2 separate regions of the Pan troglodytes genome follow, and region 1 is linked to region 2. Evidence: chromatin contacts called from public Hi-C data. All regions are on one chromosome and are shown on one strand. The core of a region is the stretch at or near the end of the contact, and the rest is flanking DNA. Distances in the headings are between cores, read along the strand shown.

Region 1 (3,085 bases), core at 447-2,946, 130 kb before region 2:
AATATTTAGAATCCCAACAACTCTGAGACTTACCTCCTTTCCCTGGGGATAGGTAAGGTGAGAACAATTTGAAAGAATTTTCTTCAGTTCTGGGGATGAGGAGAATTTTCTTATTATCTCAAGTCAACAGGTATGACTGTCTAGCAAAAAAGGAATGTGAGTTCATTGCTAGCATTTTAGACTTGAAATGAACAATAAATATAATATTAATAGTTCAACCTTCTCAGAGGCAGAAACGTTTTAAAACCAAGCTTGCCTGATTTCCCATCTGCTGCCTTTTACGATCAGCAAATTTGTTAAGGAGGATCATGTTTACCTGATGAATATCTTTCAGTTTTCCTAATTATAACCTTTATTACTAAATGCCTAAAGGAGTTCACAAGTAAAATCAACCAATTCATATTTATGGGAATGAAAATATAGGGTGAAGTTTTTAAATAAAAACATATCTTTAAAAACATGAATTATGTTACATGGGGGATAAGGATCAAAAGACACACGTGCTTTGCCAAGCCTTGAAAAGTAGGCAAAGATGGGGTCACCTTAGACTTTCAGCATGGAGCCTTCAGGACAGGACATGCTTACCAAGGGGTGAGACTGAACGGATGGAGCCCTGCAGGGTGACCCAGAAACAGGCTGAGGACAGACACCAACAAAACTCAGCATTCCAAGCGCCCCCTATTCCCGGGCTTCCAATCTGCCAAACTTAACTTTTGAAAAGCTCAAATTGTGGGATCCCAAATTAAAGTCAGCTGTGCTGAGGGGCTCGCAGGTACGGCTGGCTTTGGGGTCCGCATTCTGTGGTGTCTTCTGGGGTAGGTGTGTTTGGGGCTACAGGGACTGAAGGGCACCCACGGCACGGGCTTACCCACGGAGACAGCGCCTCCTGACAGTGCGCGAGGCGGGCGCGTGGCAGATGCCGCTTACCCCGTACCCGAGGCAGCAGGGGCCGGGACCCCCGCCCACAGTGTGATACGGACCCCTGCTGACAGCCACACTCTCCCAGTTCTCACAAATTCCCGCCTCTGTAGAAACCCAGCCCAGCCCAGCCCAGCCCACCCCGGAGTTCACGTCCACACTCCGAGGCAGGGGACATGGACCGCAAGCTTGCAATCGCCCGCCCCAGACGCCCAGAGCAGGCGCCCCACGTCCGGCCCGCGGGCAGGACGACGGGGCCAGACAAAGAGTTTTAAAATCGATCCCCCGGGTAAAGCCCGGGCTACAGCGAGAAGTGCGAAGCCGTCTCTAAATTTTAGCAGCTCGCCGCTTCTCCCATTGGCACGACGAAGAAAAGACTTCCCACCCCCGAAAGGGAAGATCCCGAAGAGCCCCTACCTCGCTGCAGCGCCAGGTCCCGCGGTCTCCAGCGGCGGCCACTGCAGCCGGCGACAGCGCCAGCGGCCCGGCCCCGCCCTCTCCACGGTCCCGCCCCCTGAGGCCCCGCCCTCGGCTCACCGCATCCCCGGCCGGCCGGCCGGCTCCCGGTCCCACCCACCGCCCCCTCGGCGGCTCCCGGCCCCGCCCCCTAACGCCCCGCCCACCGCCTCCGCGTCGGCTCCCGGCCCTTTCCTCGGAGGCCCCGCCCACGCCGGCTCCCGGGCCCGCCTTCTCGCGGCCCCGCAGCTGGGTGCAAGACTGTCGTGCAGGCCCCAGAGCCCGGTGCATTGTGGGACGCCGCAGCCAATGCCGAGCCTGCGCTGCCTCCTGGCGGGCGCCGCTGCAACAACACCAGCACCCGGCTGCACACGGCGGAGGGCTATACGGCACCGGGCGCCGATCGCTGGGGTCCCGGTAAAACATGAAAATGAGCCGGATGCTTAGAGTGCGGGGCTACCTCCCGCTTAGCGACATAAGGAAACGCGAAAGCAGCGTTAAGACTAGGGCAAGCTTTCGAAACTAGGGAAAATCTTTACAAAGGATCAAACGAAATGACGTCAAGGGGAGGGAGAAACCTGCACGCGTCGTTTTTATTTCTGGGGAAACCACAGATCAGCTCAGTCTAGAGAAGAACGGGGTTCTGTGTGACAGGGGCTAAAATTGGAATCCAGAACTCTTCCCGTACATGCCCCGAGGAAAAAGTTTAAATGCAGTTAAAAAATAAATTACACAAAAATGTAGTGAAAAATGAGAATATAACAAATGACTAGTAAGTCGCTATTTAAATAAGAATATGAACATTGTCACTACGTGGAAATATTTCTGTCATGCGATGTTAAGTGACAAACACACACAAGACAGCACGTGGCCAGTGATTTCAACTGTGGCAAATCTGCGTGTCCACAAACAGAAGCAGCAGCTTCCAAGTAGCTTAGAGTTTAATGCGTCTTAAGGTTCTTTATTTTTATTAGATCAGTTTTTAACGTTTCTGAGTGGTTGGGACTAATCCTAATTGTGGATGGCATTGCAATATTTCAGTTTTCCCTCACTGTAAGTAATAATTATAAAAAGTGATCTAGGAAGAAAACATTCTGAGGCGTTAGGGAACTATGACAATTTTGCTTGTCTGCAAACCCTGGTGGGGCACAAATGGAAAAGTACATTTAGCAGGGAGTGTATTGGTTAGCTAGCGCTGCTGTCAGAAAGTGCCATAAGCTAGGGGGCTAAATCAGCAGACGTGTGCTGTCTCACAGTCCTGGACGCTGGAAGCCTGTGTTCAAGGTGTGGGCAGTGTTGGTTCCAGTTCTGAGGACTGTGAGGAAAGATTGTTCCAGGCCTCTCTCCTGGGTTGTAGATGGCCAGCTTCATGTACATGTGGCATTCTTCCTGTGTCCAAATATCCCCCTTTTATAAGAACACCAGTCATAGTAGATTTGGGGCCCACCCTACCCTACTCCAGCATGCCCTCCTCTTAACTAATTACCTCTGCAATCATCTGATTTCCAAATAAGGTCATATTCTGAGGTACTGGGGCTTAGCACTTCAGCCTGTCAGTGGGGAGGGAGAGGGACAATTCAGTGCACACCTGGAGATTCAAAGTGTAATCTTTGGAAAATCACACACACTGAATGACAAAAACAATCATAATTAACAATAATGTACATGATCTTAAATGTATCAAAAAGCCAACAATGGGCGCTGTGGCTCA
Region 2 (2,881 bases), core at 288-2,787:
GTCTCTTAAAAAAAAAAAAAAAAGTAATGTTGCAGTGTCAGACATTGAGCTCTATGTGCTCACTGTGAACACAGACAGTGTGGATGGTGTGACTCAGGTTCTTTTGGGAGGACAGTAGTCTGATGATGAGGTGCAGGACAAGAGGAAGCCCAGAAGATGTTGGTTGAGAGGCAAGAAGAAAGAGACCTTCTTTTCAGGGATGAAAATATTCAAATCCAACAGGGCTAAAGGAGATGCTCTCTGTGATCCCATCTCTCTTTCATTCCATGTTGTAACCACCAATACGAAGTCTTTAATGAGCGGAAACTTCATAGAGAGACACAGCACTCCCAACATTGTTAAAACTGGTCTCTTTCTGGATGAACCCGTTTTGAAACCATAAAAGCTAACTGGTAATGCATGGTAATTTAGTATTGCATCTAAGTACCTCCTCCAGGCCACCCCCTCACCGCCTCTGCCCCCAAGGCTTTGTTTATTCATTTAGGTACAACCCGGTCATGTGGAAAAAATCCCTAGGCTGGAATTCAAACAACCTAGGTTCTAATTTCAGCTTGCCCACTTACTGATCCATTTTAATCCAAGGAAAGCAACAACTTCTATGAGCTTCATTTTTTTCTTTTTAAACTAGAGATATACAAATGCTGCCTATTTAAAAACTATAAAACAGGTCGAGCACGGTGGCTCACGCCTGTAATCCCAGCACTTCAGGAGGCTGAGGCGGGCAGATCACCTGAGGTCAGGAGTTCGAAACCAGCCTGGCCAACATGGTGAAACCCCGTCTCTACTAAAAATACAAAAAAATTAGCCGGGCATGGTGACGCATGCTTGTAATCCCCGCTACTCAGGAGGCTGAGGCAGGAGAATCGCTTGAACCCGAGAGGTGGAGGTTGCAGTAACCTGAGATCGCACCAATGCACTCCAGCCTGGGCAATAAGAGCAAAACTCCGTCCCCCCCAAAATAAAAATAAAACCTGTAAAACACAACAGAAACACAGGGTTTGTACATTTAAGTGGAAGGGGAATGCATTCTTATTTATTTTGAGGAAAAAAGTAAGGAAAGTCTCTTTTTGCTGTTGTTGACTGCTGCCTATAAGACCTGCTTTACATTGACCAAAGGACCTCTGTTCCGGAATTTTGAACTTTTTGGTATCCTCCAGCACTTGTTCATAACTCTATAACAGCTGTTACCCGTGTGAGCCTTCCATTAAATATTTGTATATTGCACCTTCCAGTCTTCCTCTTTAGATTTCTTTTTTATCTTTGTATTCTCATTTTGCTTCGTATTACAAGACAGGCGCTCAATAAATTTAATGAATTGGACGGGATTCTAAGAGTTCCTAAATTTAGTTATTCTTATTAGGGCATGCCATCTGCTGGTTCCCTGGTGTATCTGTCACTCAGCCTGAATTCTATAATCCAATAAATTGAAATTTGCATTGAAGCATTTGTGTGTCTCTGTGTTGGGCAATTCCTCCTGGCCCCATCCTTCCACTTCCTGTTGCAGGTGCTATTCTTTCATTGAACCAGTCTCGAATTCTTTTTCCTCCAACCCTCTGTTTACCTGTTGGCCACTCTTAAAACCTGGCACAGTGGAGCCTGCATTTCGCAGCTCCGGAGTGACCAGGACAATGTGACTGGGCATGCTCCGTAGGTAGGGCTGATTTGGGACACACTACGTCTTGAATGAAGGTTTTCAACGCTACTTGTTTCAGGATTCGACGCGTCTTCATTCTAGGGTTATATTGAGACATTACAGTCCCTCCCACGCTCTTGGCCGCCACACTTGTTAATTTTATCCCCGTGCCCAATTTTGTAGCCAGCCCTCCTGGATCTCGCGGCCAATCAGGAGCCCACACACTGTTGCCTAAGAGACCCCGGATGCCAGCGACGGGATTTATAGACGGTGATTGGGCTGCTGGAAGCTGGGAGGGGTGAGGGACTGGAGGGAGTCGGAGAAAAAGCTGACCTGATGAAACTGTGGCAACGTCAGCGCTTGAGGCTTGAAGAGGGAGACAAGCTAAAAGAGGTGAGAGCTGTGGACAGTGCATGAAAAAGATGGAGACTCTCTCTTTGGAAAGCTCCAGGGCCTCCCATGAGCTTTATCAGTGCTCTTGGGGATTTCATTGTGCCCTCTCATTTGGGCTACAGTGCAACTGCCAGATATTCATGCTTGTGAAATTAACAACCCACAGATAATTATATGCCTACCAAGCATTAGCTCTTTGCGTTGTGTTATAGTTCTTGCTTTTTAAAAACTAGTTAAGCGGAAGATGAATTCGTATTGAAATCTACCCATACGCTATTTCTTGATAATTTCCTGATAATAATTTGAGATTCCCTTGTCTGATGATATTACAATGTATGGGTAAATTCTGTTAGCAGAGAGACCCAGTCCTATTATGCTCAGTAAACTCTGCATATAACCCCAGAGCCCAGTATCATGTTCTGAGTTTCACTCTACATTTCTACAATTCTACAAGGGTTTTTTTTTTTTTTTGGTTGGTTTTTGTTTTTTGAGACAGGGTCTTGCCATGTTGCCCAGGCTGAACTGCAGTGGTGCAATCATCGCTCACTGCAGCCTTGAACTCCTGGGTTCAAGGAATCCTTCCATCTCAGCCTCCTGAGTAGCTGGGACTATAGGAGCCCACCGCCACACCCACACCCAGCAATTTTTTTTTTTTTTTTTTTGTAGAGATAGGGTTTTGCTGTGTTGCCCAGGCTGGTCTGGAATTCCTGGGCTTCAACTCCTGGGCTCAAGAGATCCTCCTGCCTCAGCCTCCCAAAATGCGGGGATTATAGGCGTGAGCCACCACACTTGGTCAACATTTCTACAAATTGTGGTGGTGGTGGTGGTGGTGGTGTTTTTTTGTTTTTCAAGATG

Evidence for each region. Hi-C and Micro-C count contacts between places; a contact is called where the count stands out from the background.
Region 1: a Hi-C map of stem cell-derived neural progenitor cells shows a contact between it and region 2, with 4 times the contacts expected there. The contact joins the enhancer-like site here to the promoter of FBXO16 in region 2. A contact is called at or near these places in 1 of 7 Hi-C or Micro-C datasets (stem cell-derived neural progenitor cells) and 1 of 1 datasets of contacts at active chromatin or transcription factors (stem cell-derived excitatory neurons).

The regions. Positions count from the first base shown.
Region 1 is chr7:36,977,517-36,980,601 of NHGRI_mPanTro3-v2.0_pri, reverse strand. No RefSeq gene overlaps it. Among named protein-coding and RNA genes, the nearest start is that of EXTL3, 95 kb to the left of the region's middle. Within about 2 kb of position 1,696, at least 12 of the 24 cell types and tissues checked have an H3K27ac peak or open chromatin away from gene starts, as enhancers often do. A contact at or near this core is called in stem cell-derived neural progenitor cells, where this site is marked.
Region 2 is chr7:36,845,925-36,848,805 of NHGRI_mPanTro3-v2.0_pri, reverse strand. FBXO16 (F-box protein 16) reads left to right here and starts at 1,537. Exons shown (of 8, transcript XM_009455108.5): 1 at 1,537-2,026.